2 separate regions of the Sus scrofa genome follow, and region 1 is linked to region 2. A link is a contact called in public promoter capture Hi-C data. All regions are on one chromosome and are shown on one strand. Each heading gives the region's core, a stretch centred on a gene start, on an enhancer-like site or on the middle of the called end of the contact. The rest is flanking DNA. Distances are from core to core; before and after follow the strand shown. Region 1 holds the start of CENPA (histone H3-like centromeric protein A). Region 2 holds the start of ATRAID (all-trans retinoic acid-induced differentiation factor).

What was found. Promoter capture Hi-C pulls out the DNA fragments that hold promoters and counts their contacts.
Region 1: a contact with region 2 is called in a promoter capture Hi-C map of fetal skeletal muscle, with 5 times the contacts expected there. The contact joins the promoter of CENPA here to the promoter of ATRAID in region 2. A contact is called at or near these places in 1 of 5 promoter capture datasets (fetal skeletal muscle) and 1 of 47 Hi-C or Micro-C datasets (liver).

Annotation. Positions count from the first base shown.
Region 1 is chr3:112,270,937-112,274,653 of Sscrofa11.1, reverse strand. It overlaps CENPA (histone H3-like centromeric protein A), which reads left to right and starts at 2,016. Exons shown (of 3, transcript XM_013996269.2): 1 at 2,016-2,286. The coding sequence starts at 2,193.
Region 2 is chr3:111,917,427-111,921,281 of Sscrofa11.1, reverse strand. It overlaps ATRAID (all-trans retinoic acid-induced differentiation factor), which reads left to right and starts at 1,516. Exons shown (of 8, transcript XM_003125294.4): 1 at 1,516-1,773; 2 at 2,482-2,603. The coding sequence starts at 1,675. SLC5A6 (sodium-dependent multivitamin transporter) reads right to left here and starts at 1,979. Exons shown (of 18, transcript XM_021087700.1): 1 at 1,935-1,979; 2 at 773-839.

The sequences.
Region 1 (3,717 bases), core at 767-3,266, 350 kb before region 2:
GGAGCTTCCTCAAAAAAATTAAGACCAGAACTACCATGTGATCCAGCAATTCCGTGTTTGGATATTCAAAGAAAACAAAAACACTAACCAGAAAAGATATACGCACCTTCGAGTTCACTGCAGCATTATTTATAATGGCCAAGATTTGAAAACAACTTAAGTGGTCATCAATGGATGAATAGATAAAGAATATATATATTAAAGTAATATATAATTATATATATTACTATATAATTATATATTATTATATATAATTATTATATTATTATATAATATTATTCAGGCGTAAGAAAGAATGAAATCTTGCCATGTGCAACAACATGGATGAACCTTATGCTAAGTGAAATGAGTCAGTCAAAGAAAGACAAATACCATACGATCTCAATTACATGTAGAATCCAAAAAAAAAAAATCCTCTCTATTTTCTACCTTGTTTTCTACTCCTAACAGAGCAAAGAAGGTGCTCTATGCCTAAAGCAGAATTAGTGAGTGAAGATTTACTTTGTCTGATAACAAGTCTTGAGGACCAATGTAGGACTTTTTGCCTCTGTGTCCCTGAAAAACAACCACCCTTCCTGATTGGACTGTCTCTCAATGGGTTCCATCAAACATTCCTTTCCTTTGCCTTTCTCTCTTATTGTGGTAAAATATACACAGTATAAAACTTACCATATTGACCATAATTAAGTGTACAATTCATTGGTATTAAGTACATTCACGTTTGTTGTGCAACCATCACCCATCACTCATCTCCAGGACTTTTTCATCTTCCCAACTGAAACTCTGTACCCATTAAGCATTAATGCCCTTCTCAACCCCTAACAACCACCATCCTATTGTCTGTCTCTATGAATTTGGCTACTCTAGGTATCTCATATAAGCGGAATCATACAGTATTTGTCCTTTTAGTCCTGGTGTATTTCAATTAACGCCTTCAAGATTCATTCATGTTATAATATGTATCAAAATTTATTTTTAAGGCTAAATGATATTCTATTGTATGTATATACCACATTTTATTTATCCATGCACTTGGACATTTCTGGCTATTGTGAGTAACACTGCTATGAGCATTAGTGTACAAATACCCGTTCAAGCCCCTTGCTTTCAATTTTTTTTATTATATACCCAGAAGTAGAATTGCTGGATCAGATGGTAACTCTGTTTAATTTTTTGACCAATCGCCATACTGTTTTCCACTATGGCATAGGCACCATTTTGCATTCCCACCAGCAGTGAACAAGGTTCCATAAAATCACCGACTTGTATGTAACATTTTTCCTGATTACAGTACACATTAACTATGGAACATTTAGAAAGTGCAAAAAAGCAAAGTGTAAAAAATAAAATCTCCTTTGTTCTAACTACCGGTTCTACATGTGACCTCAATGCCTATTATCCCCAACTGGAAGGGAAGGCGTCATTTCCCTGGGATGCTTCTATTGAAATGCTGGGGAGAGTGTAATCCAAGAATAGAGCTGAGGCTCGCCCTGCCTGACCTCAAGATCAGAGCCCCCCGTCACGCCTGTTCCACCACTCTAATCATCAAAAACGTTCATGCAGTTAAGCCGACTTCTGAGTCATATTCTTAAGTGTTCCTGGTCACAGGCGAGCCATGGTTTAGTCACATTCTCCGTAGGTCTGTCTCTTCATCTTTAAAAGCCACTTCAGGATTGATAGAGCAAAACACAAAATGTTTGCGCAAAGCGATTCCTCCAGAGGAACGTATACTACACACGCGTCATCATCAGAATGGAGCTTTCCTTTTTCGGCTAGAAGGCCGGAGAAGACAATCCATCCTAGATGGGGACCTCCCCGCCGCGAGCGGCGGGGCAGGAGCATTTCCCCGTCCTTTTATTTCTCCAAGTCCCCATTGGCCGATTCCTACCGTCTATCTCCCCTGCCCTCACCGTCTCCTCCTATCACCGCCGCCGTTAGCCACTCTGCCTGTGTTCTCATTGGTCCTCCCCGCAGTCGCTCGCGCCAGCAGTGTTCCAGAGGCAGCCACTGGGAGTCGCTGGATTCGGTTTTCAAAACACGCCGGCAGTGAATCAGCGGCGGGGCGGGCAATTTGAACGCTCCAGCCGGGGCACGCGGCCAGGGCTCTCCGGCCCTCCCCTGGACGCCAGCCGCTGCCGCTCGGCCCGGAAGGCCGAGAAGGAGCCGCGGGGCTGCAACCCTGCGCTCCCGCCATGGGCCCGCGCCGCCGGAGACGCAAGCCCGAAACTCCACGGAGGCGCCCCGCGAGCCCGGCTCCCGCCGCCCCCCGGCGGGGCCCCCCCTTAGGTAACCCACTGCGATCACTTTCCTTCCGAGCCGGGGTCCTTGCAGCCTCTTTGTGAGGTGGGCAGGGCCGGGTCCGCGTGCCCACTTCACAGACGGAAAAACCGAGGCTCGCTCGCTGAGCCTGAGATCTAGTCCCAGCCTCTCAACTACCGGTCAGCTGGCCTTCCTCTGCAGGGAGCCAAAGCGGATTGTGCCGTCCAGCCTCTGCTCCGAATTCCAAGGCTGGGAAGGGATTGGGAAAGGCAGTTCCGAGGAGTTCTTGATACTACTACCCATGTATTGAGTGCCGACCATCAACTAGGCATGGTGTTGAACTCTTTACATGAATTAACTCAACTTTATATTGTGCCCATTTTACAGATGAGACAACTGAGGCACAGACAGACATGCGAACTTGAACAAGGTCATACAGCTTGTTCTGGAAGACATGGGATTTTTTTTTTTTTTAATTAGCGTTTGTGCTTTTTTAAATTGCAAAATTATTGACTGCTTTTTGCGATCATTTCAAACAATAATTCTCCTTTTAGAAGGTGCCCTTCCAGGTCTTTGGAGGGTTTTTGGTCTGCTTTGGGTTTTTTCTTTTTTCTTTTTTCCTTCAGTGAGTGGCTCTATTGGGCTTTAACTCAAGGAGTGCTCTCACCTTGTTCCCTTCTGGAGGTGATGTGCGGGGCGGGAGTGGTCTGTGGTCCTCAGTTTCTGTGTTGTGGTCTGGTGCATGGAAGAGCCACAAACAAGAACAGTACATTGTGGTAACAACTGCTTTGCCTGTCTTCTACTACATAGCCAAGAGCTGGGTGAAGAAAACACTATAGGTTATTTATAGATGACGTTGCTGTAGTAAATGGGATTTTTTTTCTTTCCTAAATGCACAGGACCTTTGCATCCAGCTAACTTGCTGCATTCTCTTGTTAATTTTAGTAGTCTTTTAGTTACTTTAGTTGAAATTGTTAAATGGGCTGTTATACCGTTTGCAAATAATGACTTTTGAATCTTTCTTTTCATTTTTATGCATTTTATTTCTTATCGTACTTTAGTGAGGCCCTGAGACTAACGTTGCAATAAGAGCAACGTTTTGGTCGTCTTGGTCTCGTTTGTAATTTTAACAGGATTAGTATTAGGGATCATGTCCGCTGTTGCTTCCAGAGGTAGAAGCATCTTTACACCTCCAGCCCCTGCTTTACTCCCAGCCGATGCTCACCTTGCCTCATGCTTCACTGGGGAAATAGAAGCCTGCAGATCGGATTCCCCTTTATCTTCTCACAGCAGAGAACCTGCGTGTCTTTCTTGCCCTCAAAAGCCCTTTTGAAGAGAATATGTTTGAGCTTTGGGGCATCTTCTGTCGCTTCTGTTACCTTGTCCGCCTGCGCTTGGAGTTAAATTCAGACCCCTTACATTGACATTCTGCAAAGGCGCTCTGCCATTTCTGATCTA
Region 2 (3,855 bases), core at 267-2,766:
AGAGAGTGAGAGATCTCTGCTGTGGGCAAATAACAACACGTAGAGGGCAAGAGTTAATGATGTGGCTGGGCAGGTGTTTGGAGCAAGGAAGGAAGGTCCCAGGACAGACTGGAAAACAGAAGCACAGAAACGGAGATCCTCCACTGTTGGGGTAAAGCGGCAGGGCTTCCTGAGAATTCTATTTGCATGAGATACAGAGAACACTCTTAGATGGCTGAAGAAAGAGAAGGGAAGCCAAAAGGAAGAGACGGGTTTTTCCACTAAAACTGGCACATAGGGCACAAGAAGCTGCCTGTGGGACCCTTTTAAAAAGTCTAACATACACAGACGAGAAAGAGACTCAATTTTCACCACCTTAACCATGCCCCCCCCCCCCCTGGTCACAAACTGGATGGCTTTGACTCCTACAAAAGGCAAAGGGGCCACTTTGGGACCAACCTTCCTAGGGCTTCAAAATTTGACCTCGTGCCTAGAATTCTTCAAGGTCTGAAAAGCTTTAGGGTCCTCATTAAAATCCTAGTAACTACAAAAGCCTTAGAAAATGTGCCAGCCCTCTGAGAGGAAATCCTTTCAGAAGCTTCCTGACACCTGGGGCTAGGTGGAAGGGAAGCCTGGCTCCTTAAGATAAGCGTTGGTTAGCTTTGATGAACTCCTGATGGCCCTAACCAAAGCCAACACTCAGTCCCTCCCAGCACACGGCTCGCTCTCACTCTCGGTGCCCTTCAGTCAAGGCCCCAGGGCCAACCAGGTACAGCACTCGTCTTACCCTTACCTCCGCCGCCCAGCCAAGGCTAAGAAGGTCCCGTGGTTCTTCCCGAGTTCTGCATCACTCTTTTTTTCTGGCAAACAAAGAAGATGAGGAATTAGGGAAGCATCTCGCCTTCCCCTATCTCCCTGCCAGGGCACCAGACACCGCGTGGTTTCAGGACGGAGGTGAAAAAGCGTGCCTCGGGTGTCCCCAGGCTCCTCTCCTCCCAGGGGGTTTGCCCTTAGCCCTTCGCTCCTCCATCTCCCTTACCCTCTTTACTTTCTAGCTTCTCTCCTCCCCTCCACAGGCGAGGCGGCGGGACCACTACCACCTCGCCCGGGGCACCTCCGATCTTCCCGGGCCACCACGCTCGGGGCCGACTCATCCCGCCCCTTCTCTCCCGCCCCTCCCCTCCCTACGCCACTCTCCTGAGCCTCTATGCTCCGGCCCAGCCCCTTGCGGCCCGCCCTCGTCCCGCCCACCTGCCGGGTCTCCGCAGGAGGGTCCGGGCCGGTCCCGCCGCGCCTGGCCGGGTGACAGCAGGGTCCCGCCCCCTGCCCGCCCCCGCCGCGCCGCCATGTTTACTGAGGGCGGAAGAATCGGCCCCAAGGCGCTGCGGCGACGCGACCTCGGCGTCCAGGCTGGAGGAACGCGGGGCTGAGAGAGCGGTCGTGGGGAGAGCCTTCATGTAACAGGGAAAAGAAGGGGCGGTCTGGCCCCCCAAAGGAGGACGAAGGCCCACAAAGAAGAGCGCTGGCCTCCGCGCGCTACGGCAACCCCCAGCCGGCGGACTGGCCGAGCCGGCTGACTGGCCGGGCCGACGGACCGCTCAACTAGCCACACCCCCGGGAAGGGCCAGAGGCGGTGGGGGCGGGGCCACACGCTCAAGTCTCGCGATCAGCTGAGAAGGACGGAGGGAGCAGAAAATGGCCCGTCCCGGTTTCCGCAGTCCCTCGAGCTTGGTGCCCCGGGCTGCAGCCCTGCTCCTCGTTCTGAGCGTGCCAAGGGCTTTGGCGTTACCCGAGGTACTGAAGCAAATTAGAGGCTGGGTTGAAACAGAGTTGCTCGCCGGCCCTCGGCTCTCCCCTCTTGGCCTCTCCCCTGCCAGCCCGCAGCCCGGATTTCGTCCCTGGGGCCTCCCTAGCGTAACCCAGTCGGCTCCACGGCTCCACGCCGGAGTACTCACGCTGCTGTCTCCCAGCGCCTCCGCGCTGCCGATGTCCAAAGACCTTTGAAATTTGACCTCCTCCCTCCTCAATGTTTGAGTAACTTTTAAGTTTTTCTTTCTACCAACAAGTCCTCTGGTTATTCTGCAAAATCACGACGCACGAACGCCGTATACCCTGCGGTGGCTGGACTGTACGTTCTGTTATGCTTGATGAGATCTTTGTGTACCTGCAGTCCTTTTATACCCGGTCAAATCGCGGCTGGCAGATTGAGAAGTCATTGGAGAGGGCATAATAAATATGTTCCAATAGTAATTCTCAAAGATGAGGTCCTTCCCTGGATGAGATCTGGTACAGAAATTCTCTGGTGCCCTGTTTTGGCACCTGGCTCCAGAAACGCTGTCTTCTAGTAAATCTGACGTAAAGGTAGGACACGTCTATGCCCTGAGTTAGAGGAATTCTAGACTGGCAGTTAATTTTTGGTCCCTGTTTTGTTTTTGTTTTTGTTTTTGTTCTTTTCCCTTGGCTTTTCTTTCTGGAGTCCTAATAGTTTTATCTCTTCTGCAGATATGCATCCAGTGTCCAGGGGATGTGCAAAATTTGTCAGAAGTGGCCCTTTATTGTAAACAGACACCAGAGCTAATGCTGCAAGGCCGCTGCTGCCTGAATGGGAAGGGCACCATCCTGGGGTGAGGAAGGAGAAGACATCTCTGGATATTGGAAAAGAGTTCCCAAACTGGATTCTTCAACGCTTGCCTGATTGGCTTTTAGGATAACTATTGGTACCTATTTTGGAGGCCTCTAAACTATGAGTCTCAGACTTTAAATCTGTTATAGCATTTTTGGCTAAGTAAACTACCCTGTGGCGCTTCCTGGTTGAAATGAGTAAATGTCGTAATATTTGCCTTTTCTTTTTTAAAAGTCTTTATGGCTTTGTTTAAAAAAAAAATTCTTTCTTTATTATCAGCTCTTTGGCTCATTTACTATGTGTCTCCAAGAAATGACTTCTTTGGCCTCCAGGACACTATGTGATATGATTTTGTTCTCTTTCTTATTAATTCCTGTTTGTGTTTAAGGCAAATTCTTCCTCTTGTCTCTTTATGCAGATTAGCTTCTGCGTAGTTTTCCCTATACACTCTTTTTTTTGGGGGGGGGCTCATCTGCGGCATACGTAGGTTCCCAGGCTAGGGATTGAATAGGAGCTGAAGCCACTGGCCCAGGCCACAGCCACAGCAATGCAGAATCTGAGTTGCGTCTGTGACCACCACAGCTCACGGCAATGCTGGATCCTTAACCCATTGAGCAAGGCCAGAGATCAAACCCACATCCTTGTGGATACTAGTTGGGTTTGTTAACTGCTGAGCCATGACAGGAACCCTCCCCATACACGCTTGACAATCCACCCTTTTATTACGGCTTCAACCATTATGCAGGTATCTCCTAAAACTAGATCTCTTTTAGTATCCTTTGATCTCTCTGTTAGCTCCAGGTACATGTGGGTACCATCAATTCCTATTAAACTTTTCCTCTCTTCAGACACAAGATGTCAGATGTCTTGCTTCCATTCTCCTCTTTCCCTGATCTACCTAAATTCTTTATATTAAACTTTCTGAAACCAACTTTTCTCCATTATTACTCTCTGGCTTTAAAATTAGGCTTAGGGAGTTCCCACCATGGCACAGTGGTTTAAGAATCTGACTGCAGCCGCTAGGGTCTCTTGAGAGGCTCAGGTTCAATCCCTGGTCTGGCCCAGGAGCTTAATGAATACCGCATAGCTGCACTTGCAGCATAGGTTGCATTCGTGGCTTGAATTCAATCCCCAGCTTGGGACCTTCCATATACTGTGGTATGGCCATAAAATAAAAAATAAAATGAAATAAAAAACAAAATTAGACTTAGGAGTTCCTGTCATGGCTCAGTGGTTAACAAATCCAACTAGGA